Regions from separate parts of the Mus musculus genome. Here all the other regions are linked to region 1. Evidence: chromatin contacts called from public promoter capture Hi-C data. All regions are on one chromosome and are shown on one strand. Each heading gives the region's core, a stretch centred on a gene start, on an enhancer-like site or on the middle of the called end of the contact. The rest is flanking DNA. Distances are from core to core; before and after follow the strand shown.

Region 1 (4,114 bases), core at 1,011-3,510:
GAGCCTAACCCTATCATCTCTTGAACTGAGCTAAAATAAGGAACAACACCCGGGTTTTCTCAAACAGTGGTCAAGTACCTATGAACACATTTTCTTTTCTTTCAAACATTAACATGATCAACTATATCAGTGGCTTCTCAATAGTAAGCCAACCTTACATTTCTACAATAAAATTTACCTTGCTATATATCACTCTATGTTTTAGTTAATGTTTATATGGGATTTTTCCATCAATACACACAATGGGGGTTGACTATCAATGTGTGTGTGAAGTACATGTTCTTTTTATTGATTTTGGCATCCATGTTATCTTCATAGAAAGAACTGTAAAATTTTCCATCATTTTGTGCTCTAGAAAAAAAGTAATAGCACTGCAATGAACCATTGTTTATTACATATGGAAATTCTTTTAGCTAGAGAAGGTGAGCTTTTTCATCAGTTGGGGTGGAGGTAAAGAGGGATTCAAAACAGGGGGAAGGATTATTTAGATCTTGTCTCTTTTCCAGCATCTATTTTAGTAAACAGTATTTTCTTGTAAAATCCATTTCATTTCTGGTTTGTCAAAGTTGTACAAAATCAGCTTCTTGTTAATTTATTGTTTTCTCTATATTTGATTTCCCTACTTTTAAAAGTGAGTTCCAGGACAGCCAGGGACATATATATATATATATATATATATATATATATATATATATATACACACACACACACATATATATATATATATATACACACACACACATATATACACACACACACACACACACACACACACACACACACACATATATATATATAATCAAGACCAGTGTGGTGGTGCACACATTCAGTCCTAGCCCTTGGGAGGCAGAGGCAGGCTCTCAAACTCTGTGAGTTAGAAGTCAGCCTGGTCTACATAGTGAGTTCCAGGACAGTCAGGGCTACATAGAGAGACCGTGTCTCAAAAAGAAAAAAAAAAAAAGTCATGTGAGATTTTTTTCCTCTTTATTTCTTGCTTATTTGGAGGCCATGTTCACTTTTTTGCTGTTTTAAATATATATCTTACATTCATTTTAAGTACAAGATGAAAACAATTTCTCCCCACGCCCAGAAAACAGTGTGTGGTTTTTTTTTTTTTTTTTTTTTTTTAATATGGAACTCTTCACACCTGAAACAGCGTAAAAGTAAACAACTAAATGAAAACCTGAGGAAATATTAACCTCTATAACTAGAGTTCTTATAACTCTGTAGGAAAAAAAGATATCCAGCCACACAAACAAAGCCAGTGGCAAGTACTCCCAGGGACGTTTTGAAACTATGTGATGACTCTACCGATAAAAGTCTAAACTTACTCAATATAAGATATCCTTCCTGAAGGAAGGAATTCATTTCTGGTGAACTCCAGAGGGATGGGTTCTCTTTTGCTGGCCAATGGGCCAGATAAGTAGGAACCTTCTCGAAAATACACAAGCAAGCCAATTTGTATCCAGACTTTCTAAAAGTTCGAATCTTTCAAGAAAACATCTTAGATTTTAAAGACAGGTGCAGGACTACTAGCCCAGACTGGTCTCGAACTTGGTCTGCAGGTTAGGATGGGCTTGAACTCCTGATGTTCCTGCTTCCACTTGTGTCCCCTTATTTCTAATTATTTTCTTAGTTCCTGGATTTATTTGTCCTTTGGTGTTAGTTTTCTGATTTCACTAATTTATTCCTCTTTACATTTGTTTTCCTTCTGCATTTATGTTTGTTTTTCATATCTTATTTATTTTGGTTTTTGAGGGACAGCCTCAACGTATTGCTCAGGCTGGCCTGGGACTCACTGTCTAGTCAATCCTGTCACTTACTACAATCCTTCTGCTTCAGCTTCTGGGATTGCAAATATGCGCCACTACGTCCCATTTAGTTTTTGCACTTATAACCCTTCGATTGGCTGTTTCACTTACTGTGTTTTTCTCCCCCATATGAGCTCTGCCTCAGCTGTATCAAATACCTACACATAGCTTTTACTGTGTCTTTGTTTCCTGCCACGCAGTTTCCACTGCCCCTTTTTCCTGATGTTTAGTGAGAAAGCTTGCATTTTGCTTGAGTGGTGGTTTGAGGGGCTGTGCATTTTCCTCTCATGCTCTGTGCTAAAAAAAAAAAAAAAGAAAAAAAAAAAAACCTGGCCCCGCCCCTCCAGATGGAGCCCAGCCCCTCACAGTTCACTCCCCACCCCCCAGGCACATGGTCCAATCAGCCAATCGGTACCTTGAAACACCCAGTTTTGTGATTGGCTCTTGCGGAGACGCCTACTTGCTCTTCGGAGCTACGGTGGCGGATCGGGGACAAGAAGCTTGCGCAGGGAGGGACGCTTTCAAGAATAAGCCAAGCAGCTTTTGGAATCCAGCAGAACAGCGCGGAGATGGCGGCGGCGGCGTTGTTGGCTGCGGTGGACAGGAACCAGTTGCGACGGGTCCCGATCCTGCTGCTGCAGCCGAGGTGACTCAGGGGTACTGCCGGTCCGTGCGCGGCCCGGATGCGAGGCGCTGGGTCACGTGAGAGCAGCCCTTTAAGTGCCTGTGTGTAGTTTTGGTAGGCGCTGTCCCACTTCAGTCTTTGGCTCTTCCTACAGACTCTGCCACCTTGGCTGGTTTCTGATCTGGGCACCCCGCACGGTGCTGCAACCGAAGATGGCATACGTAGCTAGAGGCTTGCACCAGGACCCCTTTCCCAAAGTCGCTTTCAGCTTAGCTCCCTCATTTTGAGTGCAGTTCAGAGAAGGATTTCTAGAGACCTTTCCCATTGCTGGGAAGAGTCAAATTAATGAGGGGTGAGTTTTGTCGAACGCTCTTGTTCACAAGTTTGAACAAAGCTGGCAGATGACTACCCCGGATCCTTTTGGAAACGAAGCTCCACGCTTTGACAACAGTGAAAACCCCAAGTCATGTAGATAGATTACTTCACCATAATCATCACCTCCTCGCATTCTGAAAAACGTACTGGCCCAAGGGCAAGAACTGCCTGCAGAAGGTTGGGTTCCCAGCTTACCTGTGACCTTGGTCGAGTTACCTAATATCCGTGCTTCAGTTTCTTCTGCTTGGAGGTGATGATACTTGTATCTAGCAGAGGTAATATAAAGACGATACTAACCCCCTCGTATGTCCAAATCAACACGTGGATAAAAATTTAAACACATCATGGTCCATTCAACAAACAGTGGTCGATGCCCTGGATTTTCGGTGAATACTAAAATGTAGGTCTTCACCCTATATTTTAAATAAGAAAGATGGTGAAAGTTGTATTAGTGCTGTTTTTCTTCCTGTGAATTTCCTTAGGTTCCCAAGAATACCACAGAGTCATTCTCCTCTCAAGGCTTAGTTATAGCTGTCATCCTGCTAATAGTTTTTAAAATTAAAACTCTTACCAGCATGAGAATTTTACCTTTTCTTTTTTCTTTCTTTTTACCAGCCATGATTCCTCTAATACCTCAGAGAAAAGAATTTGATTAGTCAGACTCTACCCATGAGAATAGCGGCTGTCTTAATTGGTGAATTATCTCCTGGCAGGCAATTTACTCGTCATGTTTAAATGTTTTGAGATGTAGCAAAAAGAGCTTTGAAAAATGGGATAGAGAAATCAGAACATTGTCAAGATAAAGGATTGCACTTAAGGAGTGTGTCTGACTGCCTGACTCAGTCTTCACTAGCTGAGAGGAAAAAAAAAAAAAAAAACATTTTAGGCTATCAGTGGTCCCAGGTTGGATACATGACAAAGCTGTGATTTCTTAGGCAGGACTGGAAAAGCCTTAAACCCTAACTTACCTGGAGAGGTCAGAGGGGAAAACAATGCTCCAAGCTGAAAAATTCCTTTAAAAGACCAGGAAAGTTAAGTTTTCCTCCTTGAAGAGCAAGAATGTGGGGTGGGCTGAATTGGAAAGATTTGTAAGAGCACCAGTCTCTGAAGAAGCCATCAAGCAGAGCTCTCCCGCCAAAGATGGATGTTTTCCCAGTTGGCTCCAGAGTGACAGCATCTGAGAAAGTGTGCCTCCCAGGATGCTAAGCCTCCGGTGTTCCTCACATGACCCTTGGGAGATACTAGTCCTGCTGGTTGCATAGTTGCATGTAAAGGGTATATGCATATTGTTGCAGTCATATAA
Region 2 (4,114 bases), core at 465-2,964, 1.4 Mb after region 1:
AAAAAAAAGTTTTGCGTAGTTTTTTTCCTCCAGATCTATACATGGTCCGATTCCCCCGCCCTCCCCGCCGCCCTCAGGTTTTCTCTGTACAAAAATAGTCCCCCAAAAAGAAGTCCCAAGATCTCTCATAAAAGTTTTCTAGTCGGCATCACGGTTTTTGCGTTAATTTGGATGGGATTGGTGGTTTTTTTCCGCAGCTGTCGTTTCGCTGCGGAGATTTTTTTTCCTTTTGAGCATTATCAGATTTTTCCTACTCTCCTCTTTTTGCACCCCTCCCAATTCCCTTGTATCTCTTTGAAAATCTCTCCCCTTCTCCAGTTCGCAGTCCAGCCCTCACATGTGCGACAGGGGCAGTGTGCCGTTAATGGCCGTGCCGGGCACCGGGCCGCTCTGGTAGTGCTGGGCCATGTGCAGTCTACTGGGCGCAGCGGGCTCCGGCACCTCGGCGCCGGGGAGGTACATGCTGATCATGTCCCGGAGGTCCCCGGCCTGGCAGGGCGCCCTGGAGTGGGAGGAAGAGGTAACCACGGGGGGGCTGGAGCTGGCCTCGGACTTGACCACAGAGCCCATGGAGCCCAGCGCCATACCGGGGGTGCCCTGCTGCGAGTAGGACATGCTGTAGGTGGGCGAGCCGTTCATGTAGGTCTGCGAGCTGGTCATGGAGTTGTACTGCAGGGCGCTGACGTCGTAGCGGTGCATCGGTTGCATCTGTGCCGCGCCGTGAGCGTTGAGGCCCGGGTGCTGCGGGTAGCCCAGCTGCTCCTGCATCATGCTGTAGCTGCCGTTGCTCCAGCCGTTCATGTGCGCGTAGCTGTCCATGCGCTGGTTCACGCCCGCACCCAGGCCGGCGCCCACCCCAACCCCGCTCGCCATGCTGTTCCCGCCGGGGGCCAGCAAGCCTCCGGGAAGCGTGTACTTATCCTTCTTCATGAGCGTCTTGGTTTTCCGCCGCGGCCGGTATTTATAATCCGGGTGCTCCTTCATGTGCAGAGCGCGCAGCCGCTTGGCCTCGTCGATGAACGGCCGCTTCTCGGTCTCGGACAAAAGTTTCCACTCCGCGCCCAGGCGCTTGCTGATCTCCGAGTTGTGCATCTTGGGGTTCTCCTGGGCCATCTTACGCCGCTGCCCCCGGGACCATACCATGAAGGCGTTCATGGGCCTCTTGACGCGGTCCGGGCTGTTCTTCTGGTTGCCGCCGGTCGCCGCCGCCGTGGCGTTGCCTCCTCCGCCGCCGCCCCCCGAAGCTTGCTGCGGGCCCGGCGGCTTCAGCTCCGTCTCCATCATGTTATACATGCGGGCGCTGGGCGGGCGCGGCCCGCCGGCGGCCGCCAACCCTCGGCCCGGCCGGGACTGTGGGGGCCGCGCTCGGGGGCCGGGATGCAGGGGCCGCGGGCGGGGGCCTCGGCGTGCACGGCCCTGCGCGGAGATCTGGCGGAGAATAGTTGGGGGGAAGCGGAGCTCGAGACGGGCGAAGTGCAATTGGGATGAAAAAACAGGCGCTCTCCTCCTCGGGCCGCCGCGATTGTTGTGATTAGTTTTTGGAAAGGCTTAAGCCTCGGGCTCCAAACTTCTCTCCTTTCTTTCTCTCTCCTCTTCTTTCTCCCAGCCCTAGTCTTAAAGAGGCAGCAAAGTACTTTTCCCTTTTTGCAAACACTCTCTTCTCTGCCTTGACAACTCCTGATACTTTTTTGAACAAGTTAATAGACAACCATCCATGTGATGGGGGCTGTCAGGGAATAAATGGGTTTCCGGCGGCCAATCAGCGAGCGCCGGCTCCTGCGCCCGAGCCCAGCCTCGCCAGAGGGTTTTGCATGAAAGGGGGCGGGGCCTGCCGCGCCGCCGAGCCGAGCCCAGCAGAGCGCTGTGCCCCGAACCGCGCGGGGGAGGCGGGCCCGCAGCCGGCCGCTGGGGAACCTTTGTATCCCCCCCCCCCGCCCCCCGTTTTCAGCAACAGGTCACGGCGCACGCCTGTTCGAAGGAAGTGGGTAAACAGCACCAAGACGACAGCTCCTTTCCCCCATGCTACGGAATATTGGCTCTCTCTTGGATACATAAGGGTGGATGGGGCGCGGGAAGCTGGGGCCAGGGTGGGGCAAGGCCCATGGGTGGTTCAGGGCGACTGTCCAACTAGTATTTCAGGAAGCTGGCAGAGCCGGAGGTGGTGTGCCATTGTTTCTGCGCTCATCCGCGGCACTGCGCTCTGTCGCAGCCCCTCTTCCAACCTTGTCGCCAGCACCCACTCACCCCCTCTTCTCACCGTACAGACGAGAAGTTAGACCCAAGCCTCGGGCCTCAGCGCCCTCCTGGCTTCCGTGTCATCGGCTCGGTTCCCAAACACGAGTCCTCTGCCCATGTAGCTGACTGTAGAGCAGAGCTAGGACCAGGCCTTGTTCCCAGCCTTTTCCTAGGCCGACTCAGGTGTGGCTCAAGGAACCGCAGCACGTGTCCTCAACCCCTAATTCCCTACTCCACCAACCTGCCCCATCCAAAGGGTGCAAAGGCAAAGCTGGAACTCTGCTCCCGCTCTTTCTAACTCCCAACCCTGACACAAGAGGATTTTTAGTGGTGGCAGTTTCAGAGGAAACCTTGGGGACGAAAGCATCAACGGAAAGAAGCTCCCGAGTGCAGGGGATGGGGGGAGGGTCACGCAACTTCCTGGCATCCCACCGCGAGGCGCGGAGGTGGCATTTGGGCTGCGCTCACAAACTCCCTCCCACGCAGCGTTCTCAGGATGGGGCAGCGCAGCCGGCATTGCCCCTGCTGACAGGCACGGTGGTAGTCACGAAGGCCCGGCCGAGAGGCGCCGGGGCCTGGGAAGCGCGCGGGGTCCAGAGGTGCAGGTGCAGGCGGAGAGAAGGCCCGCCGAACCCGAGGAGCCGGCACCAAGCAAGCCCAGGCTGTGGGAGAATGGGCTGGGGGCGGGGGTAGGGGTTCAAGAATCTTGCCTGCCCAGGACCCGAGAGGGTAATTTTAGCCGATCTCCCATTGTCCAGACGTAAAGATTTCAATCGGCAGGCGCTCAAAAAGCCCAGAGCCACAGCCCCACGTCCGTTACAAATAGGTAGTTTTGTTTCTCTTGTTGTCGCTACACGGAGTCAAACAAAGCCCCGTCTAAGTTTCCTTCCACTCTCTTGTTGGAACCTTTGTGGCTAAAATGCACTTGGGTACAAAAGAGGGGAGAGAAGGAAGAAAGTCCTGATGCCATTTTTTTTTTTTTTTTAAATAAAGAGCTTAAACCATCAGGGTTACTTATTTTCTTTCTTTCTTTCTTTTTTTTCCCTGCAATACTCTCGCGGCCCCTCCTCCCCTCATCTACCCCAACTCTGCCTAAAGAAAACGTTCACAAGGGTATCTGCCGGCCACGCTCCGCTCATTGTCCTTACAAACTGCCCTGTTTATCCTTCCCTCTCTGCCCACCAACGCCTCTTCCCCACCCCCACATCTCCAATCCCCATTCTCCCAGGCTTGGCTGTTATTGTCACACTCAGCTAACTATGCCCACTTTAGACCCAGAAAAATTGTGGTAAAGAAATTCTGTAAACTTGAAATAAATAATTTCTTCTCTAGTCCACCCCTCTCACTGCCCCAGGTTCTCCTTAAGTTTTGGTTGCTTTAGTTCTTGGGAACCCGGAAAGGACTTATAGAAACGCGTAAATATTTGGGACTCTTCAAATTAAAGCATTGTTTTCTCCTTAATCGGGGTGTACTATTACGCTCAACACGAATCTCTGGAGACCAGAGCAAAGGTTGAGCCAGGGAAGGCGGCCACCGACTTTTCAGCGCGCCTAGTTTCTGAGATGTGGCTGCTGCGCCCCCTGCTGGTGGACTTGCTTTTACTAGAGTGCTTTTACCTTTAAAAGAAGGTGTGTAAAAATAAAGTTAAAAAAAAAAAAACCGAGGAGGATGGAAGATCAAACTAATTACACATAATCTAAACAAAAGAAAAGTTAACATATCATATAAGCCGTGGGACGAAATCATAAGAATCAAATTTAATTTGCTTAACTTAGAAATGTACATAGAACCGCCAGATAAGTGGGAGGTTAAGCGAGGGGAAAATAGGTATAAATTATGAGATTCAAAGTATGAATGAATTATGATTGTCCGCGCGCCA
Region 3 (4,114 bases), core at 1,011-3,510, 1.3 Mb before region 1:
ATAACAGACACAAAATCTCCTATTAAATAAAAGGGTAAAACTCCATATAACTACTGCCAAGTTTATGCTATCTACTGTATCAACTATGTTTTGTTTCACTTTCAGTGTGACAGTAACTTATCATCTCTTCCTTAGAAATCTTCATTTTACTCTTTCAAACCCTTTGCCTCCTAAGTCCTTAAAGATGTTTATCATTTGTTGTGGGTGGGTAGGGGGGTGGCATTAAGAGTTCTGGTCTCCTTTCTAGAGTATGTTTAAATGGTAAGAATCAAGTCTGTGAGTGAGAAATAATCCAAAACAACTGGAAAAACCCATAGGTATTTCAAACTCAGTCTGTATTGAATTATGTTAAAAAAGGTTTTCCCAGATAAAAGGATGGATTTCAACAATCTGCAAGAAAAGTCTTATACAACAGATATCAAAATTAATACTCACAAGAGATCTTTTAACATTTGAAGACTCTATTTCAATTTTGACTAGAAACTGAAGAAGTATCTTAGCATCCCTAACTTGGGAAGATTTCTAAATGATTCTGAAGAGACTCCAATAGGCTATTAGTAATACAACTCAAAATGTCTTATTTTCTAAGAGGTTGGATGTGAAACAGCAATGGCAGTAACAGGGATGGGAAGATGGGCAATTTCCAAAGTGACCAGGCACCTCTGGTAACTGTTCTTGGCACGGCACTAACACAACCTGATTTTTGTTCTGCTGTGACTGGCACTAATGCCTTCCACAAACAGGTCAGTTCTGTTGCTCGTCAGACTGTTTCCTTAGCTTTCTATCTGCCACGGGAGAGCAAAGTCAGATTATGTAAATGGCATACTGACTTCAGAAATTGTCTTTTCATAAGATCACATCTCATTTGCTTTTCAGGGGTTACGTTTAAAAGCTCTGCGTTTTTTTGATAGGTATAACTAGGATTTTCATCTCCTCAGAACTAAGTCTGGTGTCCTCTCCAGTCTACTCCTAACACTATAATCTAACCACAACACTCCACTGCTTAGCAGCCTCTCAGAAAATAGTCTTTACTCCTGTTTAGCACAGGGAGTTCCTATAAAAGTGAGTCACATCCTTTCACTTCTGTACTGAGAATCTTACAAAGTCTCCCTAACTCACTCACATAAAGGCCTTGTCCCCACACAGCACGAAAACCCACACTTCTTCCTTTCTGACTCATCTGCTGTGCTCAGGCCTTCTCTGTGCTTTTAGACTATGCAAAGCATGCTCCCTGTCTCAGTATTTCTAAGTGTCCCTCTTTCTGGAATGTTCTTCTTCAAGGAACCTACTGCCTAAGCTATCTTTAACCTATCATAAACCATAACCTCTAACACTAGAACATCCAAATTCCTAAATCATGGTGATGTAAGATTTATTTAGGTTTAGCAGCCTTTTGATAGTCATCAGATCAAATGATATTCAGGAATGTCTAAAAGGCAGCTTCCACCCCCCTCTCCTCCCCCCCCCCACCCCGGTGTGTGTGTTTGTGTGTATGAGCGCGGGAATGCCTGCCTATCTGTCTGACTAATATTCGTTTCTGGGTTTCAGAAATCTATTTAAAATTAGTATTAATTATGACTCTGAAAACTGTCCAAGTGTAACTTTTCGGATGCGATACGTGCCTTGAAAAAAAACCAATAGATTATAGGTAAATGATTTAATACTTTACTTCACTCACAAAATATTATGACTTTACATCCTTTGAGTTCCCATTGGGAAAACTTAAGGCAGGAAAACTGGCTTCTACCATAAGGACAAACTTACCCCAGGAACCTAAGGAGATTTAAGGATTACAACCTGAGTGTCTGCGACGTGAGGCAGCGGCTTTGGGAATGCGCCACGTTTTACTCAGCACACTAGGAAAAGATTGCTTTGCACTGTTTTCAGCCCAGGAGAAGGCCCACGCCGTCCTCGGTCCCAGGCTGGCGTCCCGCCCCGCAAGGACGCCCCCACCCACCCACCTCTCGGGCTCCATGCCGCCGCGCGCCCTCGGGCGGCTCTGGGCCGGAAGGCCGCAGGGCTGTTGGCCCGGTGTGTAAAGAGTCTGGGGACACGCGTGACGGAGCACTCGCCCCCACCCTCCCTGGCTTCCTGCCCCTAGGGTCCACGACCCTCCTCACCACGCGCGGATCTGCACAGCGCCGGAACCCAGCCAGTCCCGCCTGCTTGAGCGCGGTCAGAGCTCTCTTGTCTTTCCATTGGGCGCAATGGTCGTCAATCACGGAAGCTGGTGGGCGGGCTTGCGCGCTGAGCGCTGCTATAGCAACCGCCTGTCGGGAGCAAACGCGGGCCGCGGAGGGGAGAGCGGCTGTTGCGCGGGCGCGGGCAGGGGCGCAGGGAGGGGATATGGTGAGTGCTGTGGGACCCTGGTGTTCTTCCCAGCTTACTGCCTTCCGTGTCAGGATCTTTAGTAGCTAAGCCAGGGAGAACAGAGATGGGTCTCCCTTTCCATTTATCCACCAACGCCTGCAGTCTATGAGGGTTGGCCCAGCGATAAAGAGATACGACCCTGGGGCACGGAGACCACTGCAGACAGACTTCAAGACAGGGAAGCGAGCATAGCAGAGGCCATCAACCTCGGGCCACCAACATCCTGCGGGCCATCAACTCAGCCGCTGAAGGAACAGGAACCACTGAGGGTCAGGGAGCCACCAACTCATCTGCTGACTGGAAGTGGGGTACCTAGCTAACCACTGATGATCAGGGGACCAGCAATTCTTTCACGGAGAGGAAGGGGCCCACTGACTCAATCCTGATGGCCAGGGGCTCATCAACTCAGGCCACTCAAAGCTAAAGGGTCACTGACTTCTTGCTGAAAAAAAAAAAAAAAAATGATGACTCAGGTGACTTCCCTAGGCTCTAGAAGACCACTCAGGCCACTCAAAGCTAAAGGGTCACTGACTTATTGCTGAAAAAAATGGTGACTCGGGTGACTGCCCTAGGCTCTAGAAGACCACTCAGGCTCATCAACTCAGGCCACTTAAAGGGTCACTGACTTCTTGCTGAAAAAAAAAATGGTGACTCAGGTGGCTGCCCTAGGCTCTAGAAGACCACTCATCAGAATCTGCAGCTCTAGAACCAAGAATCCGAAGTGACCACAGCCAATAGGCCACTTAGATCCTCAGCCACCTCCAGGGCTTCCCCACTCCACTTGCAGAGAGGAGAATCTACAGTGATTCTGTGACCTACTTTGGTGACATAAAGAAGCAAACAGCAGACAGATCCTTCATCTTCCACATGTTGGGTGTATCCGCATAATTGGTCAAACATTCTCATGCGTATCTGTGGAGCAGACGTTCACCATAACCAGGGTTTTTTACTTTTGTGTTTTTGTGGTGCAGGATGATTGTGTTCTAGTATGCATGCCCCTGTGCTGTTTGCTGCTTTGTGGGTTCTTTTCTCTTCCACTCTTTCCTACTCTTTAAACCCTCTAATGCTAGATAGGAGAGAGAGAAAAAGAGTAGAGGGGAAAGGAATGGCGTTATCATTAAACTACTTCCTACTGATTAGGGGTGTAGAGTTCTTTGGGACAAGTTTGATCTTTGCTGCCAGGATATCTAACTTCTTTGCACAGGACTACTTAACAAACCCAACCAACCAACCACCACCAACAACAACCCCACCTCTTGAGGCCTCAGCATGTGTATACCTTCTGAAAAGTTGCCAGAATTCCAAAAGTCACACATTCGAAGAAACTATCTGCAGCTGACAAAATCACACCCCTGCTAGAGCACGAGGCAAATCATAGTCAGCTGCTGTGGACAGTCTGAAGCAGCCCCATATCCCACACCTGGGATTAGAATGAAAACGTATTCCCACAACATTTCTGTGTTTTTCAAAGAAAATAAAATTCTCACTACATCAAGCAAGTACTGTGATACATGTATGAGAAGTGCACATTTCTTAAAATAATACTGTTCTCATAAGCTAACTGCACTCTGATATACCACACAGTTTTATGCTAGTTTACTTAGCTGCTTCTCCCTTCAAAAGCTCTAGTTTTAAGAGGGGGAAAATCTAAGAGAAAAAAAATGCCCACATTTTCTATCAAATTAATAATTGTGGTTAGGAATCTCGGGCAGGACTGAGAGTTCCAGGGCAGTCTGGGTGCCCT

Evidence for each region. Promoter capture Hi-C pulls out the DNA fragments that hold promoters and counts their contacts. Capture Hi-C pulls out chosen DNA fragments and counts their contacts.
Region 2: a contact with region 1 is called in a promoter capture Hi-C map of hippocampal neurons, with 3 times the contacts expected there. The contact joins the promoter of Sox2 here to the promoter of Mccc1 in region 1. A contact is called at or near these places in 1 of 39 promoter capture datasets (hippocampal neurons) and 1 of 9 other capture datasets (adipose tissue).
Region 3: a promoter capture Hi-C map of liver shows a contact between it and region 1, with 2.5 times the contacts expected there. The contact joins the promoter of Cetn4 here to the promoter of Mccc1 in region 1. A contact is called at or near these places in 1 of 39 promoter capture datasets (liver), 1 of 484 Hi-C or Micro-C datasets (B cells) and 2 of 9 other capture datasets (adipose tissue and liver).

The regions. Positions count from the first base shown.
Region 1 is chr3:35,998,824-36,002,937 of GRCm38.p6, reverse strand. It overlaps Mccc1 (methylcrotonoyl-Coenzyme A carboxylase 1 (alpha)), which reads left to right and starts at 2,260. Exons shown (of 19, transcript NM_023644.4): 1 at 2,260-2,457. The coding sequence starts at 2,381. It overlaps Mccc1os (methylcrotonoyl-Coenzyme A carboxylase 1 (alpha), opposite strand), which reads right to left and starts at 3,025. Exons shown (of 3, transcript NR_029456.1): 1 at 2,227-3,025.
Region 2 is chr3:34,647,595-34,651,708 of GRCm38.p6, reverse strand. It overlaps Sox2 (SRY (sex determining region Y)-box 2), which reads right to left and starts at 1,714. Exons shown (of 1, transcript NM_011443.4): 1 at 1-1,714. The coding sequence starts at 1,293. The coding sequence ends at 334. All of the region lies in intron 3 of Sox2ot (SOX2 overlapping transcript (non-protein coding)), which reads right to left. RefSeq lists a promoter at 1,477-2,227.
Region 3 is chr3:37,310,592-37,314,705 of GRCm38.p6, reverse strand. It overlaps Cetn4 (centrin 4), which reads left to right and starts at 2,260. Exons shown (of 5, transcript NM_145825.2): 1 at 2,260-2,349. The coding sequence starts at 2,347. Bbs12 (Bardet-Biedl syndrome 12 (human)) reads right to left here and starts at 2,152. Exons shown (of 2, transcript NM_001008502.2): 1 at 2,121-2,152.